2 separate regions of the Mus musculus genome follow, and region 2 is linked to region 1. The links are chromatin contacts, called in public HiChIP or PLAC-seq maps. All regions are on one chromosome and are shown on one strand. Each heading gives the region's core, a stretch centred on a gene start, on an enhancer-like site or on the middle of the called end of the contact. The rest is flanking DNA. Distances are from core to core; before and after follow the strand shown.

Region 1 (6,118 bases), core at 1,588-4,087:
CCAGGTCTCTCTGTTTAATGCATAGAAATGAGTTATAGGACTGCAAGGACAGCCTTCTGCCAGACAAGAGAACTGTCCAGAACCACTCCTCTGTAGGGCCAGATGAGACCTAGGAACAGTCTCAGCAAAAAGACCCTTAATGTCTTCTTAGAAAGGTCCATGCTACCTGTCATGTGACACTATTCCCCAGGGAAATGTGAACAAATATGTACTCACCCCAAATAAGGAACCAAAGATTGACCAAAGATCAGATACCACCAGAGATCAACTCAGAGAACCATTGAGTTATACTGCATAAAAGAATATGGCTGAGGGGTTACTTATAGAAGCAGAAATTACTCAGAGACAGCTGCATCACCAGAGCCTACCCAGCATGGGTGACGGCTCATGAATACTATAGTGCACTGCGCAGCCTGCAGGCAGCTCAGCAGGATGAAGAATGTCCTTTCTAGTAGTTAAGTTGGTCTGAGCCTCTTCCAGGCTTCCCTGAGCGTCTCTCTGTTCTAACGGCTTGCGTTTGCTTAGGGACAGAGGGGCCTAGTGAATCTGATCAGTTTTAGGAACTTCCTGAAGCTTACAGGTGTTCACTTCTTAGCTTAATGAGCTTCCGTGTGTTTCACTTCCTTGTAAGCATCCTTTCTCACAGTGAGCTTCCCTCCAGGAGGAAAGGTTTTAATCTTGGAAGAAACTGCCACACAACACCACTTAAATAGAACTGGGTGAGTTAAACTGGGTCCTTTAAGATGCCCTCAAAGTAGCACCATGCTGCACCCATGCAGACACAAGCAATAAACCCTTTCTCTTAGCCAGGCATGGTGGCGCACTCCTTTAATCCCAGCACTCGGGAGGCAGAGGCAGCTGGATTTCTGGGTTCAAGGCCAGCCTGGTCTACAAAGTGAGTTCCAGGATATCCAGGTCTATATAGAGAAAGCCTGACTCGAAAAACCAAAAAACAAAACAAAACAAAACAAAACAAAACAAAACAAAAAAACAAAACCAAAAAAAACTCTCTCTTCTGGTTGAGCATTTCCTTCCTTCCTTCCTTCCTTCCTTCCTTCCTTCCTTCCTTCCTTTACTTTTGGTTTTTATTTCTCTGTGTAGCTGCCTGCCTCTGCCTCCCAAGTGCTGGGATTAAAGGCATGTGCCATCACTGCCTGACTCTTTGTTTTTTAAGATTTTTTAAATTATTATTATATATAAGTATGCTGTAGCTGTCTTCAGACCCACCAGAAGAGGGTGTTAGATCTCATTACGGATGGTTGTGAGCCACCATGTGGTTTCTAGGATTTGAACTCAGGACCTTCAGAAGAGCAGTCAGTGCTCTTAACCGCTGAGCCATCTCTCCAGCCCTGGGTGAGCATTTTGTTTTGTTTTGTTTTGCTTTCTTCCCCTTCTTGGTATAAGATGGTTTCCAGAGTCCTCACTACCTGGTTGTTCTCTCCAATCTGTCAGTGTGCATCTTAAAATCTGACACCCAGAACCAAACACTGGGTATGAAATATCAGATGCACCGGACCTGGCGGGGGAGGGTGTGTGTGTGCTTCTCTGTAATTAGAAAGGACGCCAATCCCAGGCTGGGTCAGTCCTGGGACAATGGCATGCGCTGAGGCAGACTGAGACGGTCTCACTCAAGGATAGGAAAACTATGTGGTCAGAGAAAAACAGCTAAGGGCTAGCACCAATTTGTAGCACCCAGAAATAGTTATGAATGCAGGTTTGCAATTTACTCCTTTAGTTTTCGTTAGGAAATATCATGAAAATGTGTGTGGTCTATTCAGGTATAGTCTCTGGAGGATAAAAAATGAGGAAGGCGACAGGAGGAAGGGAGATGGGGGGGAGGGGGACGGGGAGAGGAAGAAAGGGTGTGGGGAAGGAAGGGAGGGAGGGAGGGATGGAGGAGACTGGCCTTGCTGTGATGTTGGCTGAAAACTCAGAGGTTTCGATGTCAAACTAGAAATGATATAGAATCACTAGCTGGTCCCTAGCCAGAAGCTGGTAGAATATTCTAGAAGGCAGGCAGGGACTAAGAGCAATAGTGGGTGTTGGCTTTGGTCTCCTGATCCCCCTGCCTGGAACACTGGGAAGCAGGCTATGGGCTAAGGCGGTGCCCCCCACAAATGTAAGCGGTGGTTCTCTTAGCTCCCTCACTCCCTTGTTCTTGTCTTGCCCCAGAGAGACAGGGCTCTAAAGAATGCTCTAGAGCAGTGGTTCTCAACCTGTGGGTTGTGACCTTCATGGGGGTTGCCTATCAGATATTTATACTGTGATTTATAATTAGCCAAATTACAAAGTAGCAATGAAATAATTTTATGGTTGGGGGGTCACTACAACATGAGGAACTGTATGCAAGGGTCACAGCATTAGGAAGGCTGAGAACTACTGGCCTAGAGAGTGTCCTGTCTACACGGCATGGTGTCGGACACCTGAAACCCCCAGCACTTGGTAGGTGGAGCCAGAATGATCAGGGAGTTCAAAGCTACAAAGCAAGTTCTGGACCAGCCTGGGCCACATGAGACTCTGCCTTGAAAAAAAAAAAACAAAAACACAACAAAAAGAAACAAAGAAGAGGAGGAGGTTTGGTCTGGACAGAAACAAGACAGGGATTTCCAAGGGTAGTGGGTCTGCTTCAGCTCTGACCTTCAGCCAGAAGTGGCCAGTCAGTGCCAGTCCCACAGCAAGGACAAAAGTGAAGCTTCTGTGCCCTCCACCAGGAGGCAGGCAGCCTCGCAAACCAACGGTGATGTCATCATTTGGCTTGCTCTTCATTTCTGCAGTTTGAAAGCTGAACCTGGCGACTCTCCCTCTACGGTGAGGATGTGCATACCTTTCATTCAACAGACCAGGCTCCAGATGGAAGCTCAGGGGAGGGCCGCAGTCTCTGGAGGCCCGGGGTAGGGACTGGCCCACAGGAGGGCGCCCCTGAGCCCATTAAGCAACAACTACCAAGTCCATCTTTTGTTTGTTTATATTTGATCTCTAACACGTCACCATCTACAATGACTCTATAATACGAGATTTCCTGGTTTTGCGAGTGACTCGTAATCGATCAGGAAGCGTTTGTTCTAATTTCCCTCCAGGATCACTGTCTCCTGGAAATACTCTCCTAAATTTAAAAAGCGCAGACAAGAAAGGTAGGTGAACCGAAGGCAAAAGTGGTGCCGGGGGACGTTGTTTTGGTTTGGTTTGATTGTTTGTTTCTGAGCTACCTGAGTGTGCCGAGGTCATGAAACACTGTCTCAAAATCAGACGGAAGCAGGGTCTGTGGGAGGGCTCAGCCCACAAACGCCACCCTCAAGTCTGATGACCTGAGTTCAACCCCTACCCCCAGAACCCACAGCTAGAAGGCAAGAACCGGTTCCTGCAAGTTGGCCTCTGACCTCTATACACATGACATTCACCAGTTCTTGCCCACAAGCGCACATGCAAAATACAAAGTAGATATAACAGTACAAATTTTAAATCTTGCCTGGTGTGGTGGCGCATGCCTTTAATCCCAGCACTCAGGAGGCAGAAGCAGGCTGGTTTGAGTCCAGCCAGGTCTACAAAGCAAGTCCAGGACAGCTAGGGCTATTCCACAGAGAACCCATGTCTAGAAAAACAAAAACAACAAAAATTAAAATCACACAAACACAACAAAAGAAACCGCCATAGAGGACTTCCATCAAGGGCCAGTCACCTTTTGGAGGGGGAAAATACCACAGCAAGCTCAACCTATTATTTAAATCTGTACCCCTTATGTTGGGACTTGAACCTGTGCCCTTCATAAGCACCTTCCCACCTACCTACAGTCCTAACCTATACCAGGGTTTTAAACATACGAAGCTGGCATCTGGCCCAAGTGGATCCTTCCAATCTCTAATAGCTCCAACACGCGGCCTAAATACTGCCTGCTAAAATCCATATTATCTCAGTAATACCAGGTTCACCTTTGAGAGAAGGAGGCAGGCTTGCAAACAGACTCTGTGAGATGAGCATCGGCCCAGAGGAACAATGGTGTTTGAGGAGGAATTTAAATGTGCTGAGCATGTGGGCCTGTCCAGAGTCACAGGAAGCAAGATGTGTTTGTTCATTCATTCATGCATGTGCTTGTTTAACAAATATTTATTGAGGGCAACTCTGTGTCCACAGTGTCTGTTTGGCTTTCAGGTCCCTCGCTCTGTTGAGGGAGGGACAGCATATTTATTTATATTCTGCAAGGGGCAGGGTAGTCCTGGTTAAGACGGCACATTCCCTCTGAAATTTCATGAGCTCTTAGCAGCCTCCATGTGTACAAATGCAGGCAGGAAACGCATGCATGGGTGTGATTAGATGACCCGAATACAGGCTTGCTCAGTGTTCCCACTCTATATTCAAGTGTCTCCATCTCTCTGTTTTTAAAAAGATTTAATTTATCTTTACTTGTGTGTGTAGCTCACATGTGAGTACAATTGTCTTCAGAAACTAGGAGTGTTTGACCCCCCAGAGCTGAAGTTGCAGGCAGTGTGAGTTCCCAGCGTGGATGCTGGGAGGCAAAAGCTCGTATTTTGCAACAGTAGCAAGTGCTCTTAACCTTGGAGCCGTCTCTGAGCCCTGGACCCATCTCTTGATGCATAGGCTACTCTTTCTCTCTCTCTTTCTTTCTTTCTTTTTGTTTGTTTGTTTGTTTTTGTTTTTGTTTTTTTTTTTTGAGACAGTTTCTCTGTGTAGTCCTGGCTGTCCTGAAACTCACTCTGTAGACCAGGCTGGCCTTGAACTCAGAAATCCTCCTGCCTCTGCCTCCCAAGTGCTGGGATTAAAGGCGTGCACCACCACTGCCCAGCTACTACTCTTTCTCTTTTATCCCAAGAAAGAAGTGTAGAATGCTAACCACTCCATGTGTCCTCAGGTCTTTCCCCTTCTGATTAATTTGAGCCCCTTCTCAACTAACCAACTAACCAACCAACCAACCAACCAACCAACCAACCAACCAACCGACTCCTTCCTTGCCAGCATCTGGACTGTCTTCTCTCTTCCATGCCCCTGACTTTGATAAGCAGACCTAGTTCCCACCCCTCCCCCCTTTCTTACACAAACAACCTTGCTATTCTGTTACTCTTCAAACTACCAAGCTTTTCTATTACCAGGCAGCCCAGGCTTTCTCAGAGACTACTTTGTCTCAGTTCAGTCCATCCCCTCCCTGGAGACTAGAGAGCGGGACCAGACCTGCAAAGGTGACTACTGGCTTTTCAAGAGAGAGCATTTTCCTTCTGGCTGTCATTCTCCTCTTCCTTTAAAGACAGACCCCTCAGTTCCAGCTGTGTAACAGACTGTTTCCCAGGTTCCCTTGTGCTAGTTGCTGCCATCTTTGTCCTTCTGGGGTCATCTCCATAAAAGGAAAGTGGACATTGTCCATGTTTGCTCTCTTTCATCTCCACAGAGACAGGGATGTGAAAGAACACCAGAATCGATCATTTCAGATCTGAGATCGGAGCATCAGACTGCAGCTTGCAGGACAAGACAGAAGGAAGGAATATAAGGGCGGGGTGTGGGGAGCAATAGCTCAACTGATAGAGAGCTTGCCTTACATTCCTAACACCAGTGACTGTTAGATCAGATATGGTAGTTTGTGCCCCTAATCTCAGCATTTGGGAGGTGGAGCCAGGAGAATCGGGATGCAAGGGCATCCTTGGCTTCATAGATTAAGCCAGCCTGAGATGGGTGAGACCCTACATAACAAATCAAATGGATAACTTTTAAAAGATGGAGTATGGAGGGAAAGGGGAGCATGGGCCAGGCATGGTGGTGGACAGGAGTCTGAGGCAGGGGAAGCTCGATGAATTCAATGTGAGCCTGGTTCACGACACAGCAAGTTCTATGCCAACCAGGAATAAATGGTGAGACCCTGACTTTAACAAGATGAAACCTGTCCCCTTTTAAATGTAAAATGTCCCCTACAGACTCATGGGTTTGACTTAGTTCCCAGCTAGTGGTGATGTTTGGGAGGTTTGGGGCCTGGCTTGTGTGATGCTGAAGGTGGGCCTTTGAAGGTATAGCTTCCCTTTGCTGCTGGGCTAGCATTCTGCTTCTCGTTCTGCGCCTTTCGCAAGCCACCACTGTAAGAACCAGCCACTCTATGCTGATCCACTGTAGCCACCACACC
Region 2 (5,690 bases), core at 83-2,582, 240 kb after region 1:
GTGTTGGACCTGGGTTTGGTTCCCAGCACTCAGGAGCAACTGTAGTTCCAGATGCAGGAGATCTGATGCCCTCTCTTGGCCTCTGCTGGCACCAGAACTTATATTTTCTCAGCTAGGCTGGAAGCCAGCAAGCCTCTATAACCCTCCTGTCTCCTCACCCTCATTGCTGAGGTTCTAGGCATCTATCTGCAGGGAAACCCAACTTGTGACAGGGATGCCGGAGGAATTTTGTTCTCATGACTGTAGGATAAGTTTTCCTGCCCTCTGAGTAAATTCTTTGGCTCTCTGCCTATTAAAATCTGGATTCTGGAGTGTTGAACTCAGGTCCCCTTGTTTGCCAGGCAAGTAGGTTACCAGCTACGCTTGCTTTCTAGCCACCACTTCATCCCTTTTCATGGCTGAATGATATTCCATTCCCCAAGTACACTACATTTTGTTTATGCCTTCTCCGGTTGTGAACACTTGGCTTGATCCCAAATGTTACTCTTAAGAATATTTTATGTTTTTGCATGTATCATGTGGTGAGACAGTATAGCCATACCAGAAAAATAGCTATCTGGTACATAATGGAAAAATAGTCAAATAGCCCCACAATAACAATACATATGATTGCTGCTACGGGGCCTGTGAGGACACATAGGGCTTGTTGAGTGGAGGCTTAGATTCCCTGGGTCCTGCCCTTACCTGACCAGCTGCCAATCTTGTGATATAGGACTCACTTTTCCTGGGCCTCAGCATCTCCATCTATAAAATGGGTGTCAGGGTAGAGTCCCTGGACCGTTCTCAGGTTCTGTGATGCTGCGCTGTCATCCATGAGATTCACTCTGTCACTGTTGTCTGTTTTCTGTGTTGCTGGGAATTGAACCCAGGGCCTTGTTCATGTTGAACACACGCTTTACCACTGATGTGCATACCCAGCTCCATGCCATGGGATTCTAGGGAGGCTTTCTGATTTGTTTCCTGGTTGGGATTGGCTTGGAGACTTGCGAGGCAGGAGCTGTGTGTTTCAGTGTGTCAGCCTGCTGCACAGCAGGAGTGTATCTCTGAGATGGTCCTGTGCACTACAAGGCCACTTGGCATCCTCAGCCATCTGCCTAGGGAGCATAGCCACATAGAAGTGGGGCAGGGGATGGACTTCTGGGTCAGAATTCCCCAGTGGCATGGAGCTGAGAGTGGGTAGCTAATTGGAGGAGGCTTGGGGTGGGGTGAGGGGTAAAATGGCTTAGAATTCTGTTGGGGAGGTCAGGTCAGAAGTTTAAGCATGGGAAGTGGATGCCAGAGGCAGGGACAGCCAGAAGGAGCAAGTGGTGACTGGGAGGAACCCACAGCTAGGGTGGAGACTTCCTGTCCAGCAGCCCCTTGTCCTGGCAGGAGAGCACATTCCTTTACCCCAGGAGATAAGAGGCCAGCTTTTCCTTTCTCAGGGAATCCTTCAGGCTGAGAGTTACACAGGCCAGGCCTCTGGGGGTGGGGGGTGGGTGGGGGAATCTGGGGCCACAGTGGGTGGGACCTCTCTAGTCCCCAAAGCAGGGCCCTAGTTGCCCCTGGAGCTCCTGGCTCCCTGCCAGGTCTCCCTGCATCCTTGGGATAGTTGTGAAGCCAGCACAGTGTTAGAATCTGCCCTGGGCCCCTCTCTCTGGGATTCCTACCTCACTGAGAAAATGTGCCAGGCTGTTGACAGCTTAAATGTCCAGCTGGGACAGCACTCCACATGGGATCTGGCACAAGCTTGGCTGCCCCAGTAGCTACTGCTTTCCTCTCCTTAAGGTGACGCTTTCTTCTTAGAGCCCAAGTCAGGCTTTGTCCTCATTTCTGGCATTTTTTTTTTAAAGATTTATTTATTTATTTTATGTATACGAATGCAGTGTAGCTGTACAGATGGTTGTGAGCCTTCATGTGGTTGTTGGGAAATTGTATTTTTAGGACCTCTGCTGGCTCCAATCAACCCTGCTCACTCTGGCCCAAAGGGTTATTTATTATTATACATAAATATACTGTAGCTGTCTTCAGACACCCCAGAAGAGGGAGTCAGATCTCATTACGCATGGTGGTGAGCCAACATGTGGTTGCTGGGAATTGAACTCAGAACCTCTGGAAGAGCAGTCAGTACTGAGCCATCTCTCCAGCCCCCAAGTACTTTTAAAAACAGAGGCCATTGGTCATAGAAGGCACAATTTGGCTGTTAGAAGCCATCTTGCAATAGGAAACGTTCAGCTTCCCTTCCACAAGGAAGAATGCTCAGCTCAGAGGAACCAGGCTGCTCTTTCAGAGTGTAGAGGTGGCAAGGGTTCAGTTGCTGGACACTTAGTCACTCCCCCATCAGAGCAGAGCATCTACCCCTCCTCCTCTGGCCCTTCATCCCCTTGGATGCGAGAATGTGTGTATGTGTGTGTGTGTATGTGTGTGTGTGTGTGGGGGGGGGTTGGTGGGGGTGTTACTGCTTCCTGGCAGCCTGTCCCGCTCAGGGTGGAGGCCTTCCCCAGGGACAGAGGAGGCTCCAGGCTGCTTTCCTTGGGTAATCTGGGTGGACCCTGCAGGCCCAGCCCCATTTCACGTTTCCCTTCTGGCCCCTGCTGAATGTCCAGCCCTCTCTTCATGTTTTCTCTCTGGGTGGAGTCTCAGACTTGGAGACCTCATTCACTCCTCCACAACCCCTCCTCGAACGACCAAAGTTACCAGGGATGAGGCTAGAGTGCAGGTTGAGGGCTGCTCCCAGCTCACTGCCCAGAGTTCCCTGGGGCCTCTTTCAAACCTGTCCTATCTCCTCTTTCTTCTCTGCAGGCCCATTAGCTGTACACACTGGATATGGTCTATCCTTTTTAGGATTTTCTTTGAGGCCACCTCTTACTCTGAAGCCAGCCTCGAACTCTTCAAGCACCTGCCTCAGTTTGAGGTCCCCGGCAAGCCCCACCACATCCAGCTCAAAACACTCTTACTGGACACCTCTAATTGTCCTGGGCAGGGGGAATCCATCATATATGGCCTTGGCAGTATCTGGGGTTTCTCTTCGTTTGACTCTTGCGTCTTCTAAATATTCTGCTTCTGTCCTGCACACTAGTGTCCTTCGTGGTTAAAGTGGCTCGGTCTCTGTAAGTTTACGTGTGCATCCTGTGGGGTCTGAAAAAATGATGTTTCTCTGGAGTCATCACCACCTCTGGCTCTTACAATCTGCCCACATCCTCTTCTTCATAGAACTCCTAACCTTGGACGGAGGCGTTTGATAAAGATATCCCATTTAGGACACAGTGTTCCAGAGCCTCTCACTCTCTGGATGGTGTCCAGTTGTGGATCTTCTTGTCGTTGGCTCTCATCTACTGTAGGAAGAGGCTTCTCTGATTGGATGGAGCGATGCTCTGATCTGTGGATATAGCAAGGTGTCATTTTATTGCTATGTTGTTGTTATTGTTTTAGCAGAATAATAGTGTTATGTTTTCGCTAGGGACCATGACCGAGGAAGCCTCAGGTTCTTGAGCATGGTAGCAGTGTCACACACGGGAATGTACCAAACGCCACTCCTAACCAGGAGCTGTTTGTAATTGATTACTTTCTGGGAAAGAAACAACAACAACAACAACAAAACAACAACAACCCAGTTTTCTCCAATGGTGTGTCACTAGGAATATCAGCCACATTCTAGGTAGGCCTCATGCCCAGGAATTATTGGACAACATAAAAGTCTCTGTGGTCTTGGTTTGCGTGTGTGTACTTTTTGTTTTATTGTGGTATTTTTTGTCTTACTGATTTTTTTCTTTATTTTTATCTGTTTTGATTTTGTGGTTTTGTTTGTTTTCCTTATTTTGTTTTTGTGTTTTATTGAGAAAGAGAGAGAGAGAGAGCGAGAGGGAGAGAGAGAGAGAGAGAGAGAGAGAACACAAAGTTGGTTGTGGGGAAGAATTAAGATAGAGAAAAGAATATGATTAAAATATATTGTATGAGAATTAAAAAAAATACAAATTTTAAAAATGGCCCAGTCAAGCAGACCATACCCCTGCCCTTCTTCCCTCTTTTCATCTCTCATTATCTGCACTCAGGAAAACCACAAATCACTGTTGACCCAAAACCGTGGAAGATAAAACCATTCAAGGCCCTAGACAGGTTGTAGCTGCGTTGGTGATGCTGGTTGTCATCTGCTGGTTCCCAGTGGCAGGGCAGGAGCTTCGGGGCAGTCTTATGCCTGGACTAGATCTCACACCCAATGCCCAGGCAAGAGGAACCCAGCTGGGATCTCTCCCCAGGCCATGCCTCCCTGTGATCAGGATCCCAGAGTGGGGCAGATGATAATGCTAAAGCCCAGGCTGACAGGGTCCCTGCTGCTAAGCGCCTCTTGCCCCTTGTTGCCGCTGTGAGATGGGCACTCTTTGAACACTCCTTTTCCTCACCCCTCTGTCAGGCTATTTTAGATGTGCCCGAGTCTCTGTCCCCAGAGGATGACAGGTAGTGTGACACTGGGCTCTCATGGATGTCAGTCCAACTCCACATCTGAGGGGGTTGGGGCGGGGGCTTAGGACCGGCCATACGCTGCTGGAGGCTCGAGTAGTACTTCCGGCAGTGACTGTACTGTATTTCCTTCTTCTTTGAGGATCTCAGCGTGCTGAGCCCTGGTGGCCTTCCCTTCCCCTGCCAGTGTCCCTCGCGCCCCTCCCTTCGGGGCTGTTTTGGTGCCTGTGTTTTCCCAGAACCTCGGCCTCTCCTTTCCTTTTCCTTGCATAGTGACTCTTCCTGTGATCTCTCAGGCCCCACCCTCCCTCAGTCTGGGGGGCGCCGCTGCCTCCCTTCCTCTCTCCAAGCCCTTCCTCCACTCTTTCTATTCCTGGTTGGACCAGACTCTCTCATTGTCCCTTCCCAGGAAAGGCTTGTCTGGCTGGTCCCTGGTCCCTGGTCACCGGTAACTGATTGCAGGGTGGGGGACCTGAGCTCAGAAGAAAGCGGGTGATGCGGGAAGCTCCGCCCGCAGCCCGCAGCCCACAACCCACAGCAGCAACACCAGCAACGTTTTTAGAAGCCTCATTTTCTAAGTTAGTCCACAGTCACAACGGGACTCCCTCACCAAGGGCTCAGCTGCCCGTACTCAGTTCACCAGGGTTTGTGTGTGTAGCGGGCTGGGTGAGTACTTACACTACAGATGCCACAGGGTGTTTCCCAGCAGCCACCGCGTGGCTAGGTCTGTGAGCCTGGGCAACTGGTACCCAAACCCAGATCAACGATTCTTACATCACCGCTAAAGGCATTTACCACGGGAAGAGGAGACCTTCCGTCTGCACCCCCCTGAGGAGGTAACACTAAGCCCCCAAGAACTACAGCCTACTGACAACTTCAGGGGAGTGACCGGAATCTGGGGAGAAGTTAGGTCTTTCTACACACAGGCCTGCAAGGGCATCCCTCTGCCTCTTCCTGCCTGGGCCTGTGAGGATTTGTTTCTCCCACCCCTCCCCCATTCTGCTTTTGGTCTTTAAAAGTACACAGCACAGAGGGGCCCTGGAGTATTTTTACTCGGTGGATTCAGAAGCAGATGTTCAGGTCAAGCCCAGGCGCATTCACAGGCAGCAGCTGCAGGCTCTCAGCATCCCAGGCACTTAGGCTTGGAGATGGCAGCTGACAGGACCCAGTTTTTGCAGCAAGCAGTTACCATTTGGGTGTCAGGAAGCAAGCTTTGTTTGGGGGTGTAGCTCAAGGCTAGGGCACTTGCCTCG

Evidence for each region. HiChIP or PLAC-seq counts read pairs in DNA pulled down with a chosen protein or histone mark.
Region 2: a FOXA1 HiChIP or PLAC-seq map of pancreatic cancer cells shows a contact between it and region 1. The contact joins two enhancer-like sites. A contact is called at or near these places in 1 of 484 Hi-C or Micro-C datasets (CD8 T cells) and 6 of 115 datasets of contacts at active chromatin or transcription factors (embryonic stem cells, memory CD8 T cells, pancreatic cancer cells and 2 more).

Annotation. Positions count from the first base shown.
Region 1 is chr16:33,334,589-33,340,706 of GRCm38.p6, forward strand. No RefSeq gene overlaps it. Among named protein-coding and RNA genes, the nearest start is that of 1700007L15Rik, 43 kb to the right of the region's middle. Within about 2 kb of position 2,838, at least 90 of the 459 cell types and tissues checked have an H3K27ac peak or open chromatin away from gene starts, as enhancers often do. A contact at or near this core is called in pancreatic cancer cells, where this site is marked.
Region 2 is chr16:33,579,484-33,585,173 of GRCm38.p6, forward strand. The region is part of intron 4 of Slc12a8 (solute carrier family 12 (potassium/chloride transporters), member 8); the gene reads left to right. Among named protein-coding and RNA genes, the nearest start is that of Slc12a8, 64 kb to the left of the region's middle. Within about 2 kb of position 1,333, at least 94 of the 459 cell types and tissues checked have an H3K27ac peak or open chromatin away from gene starts, as enhancers often do. A contact at or near this core is called in pancreatic cancer cells, where this site is marked.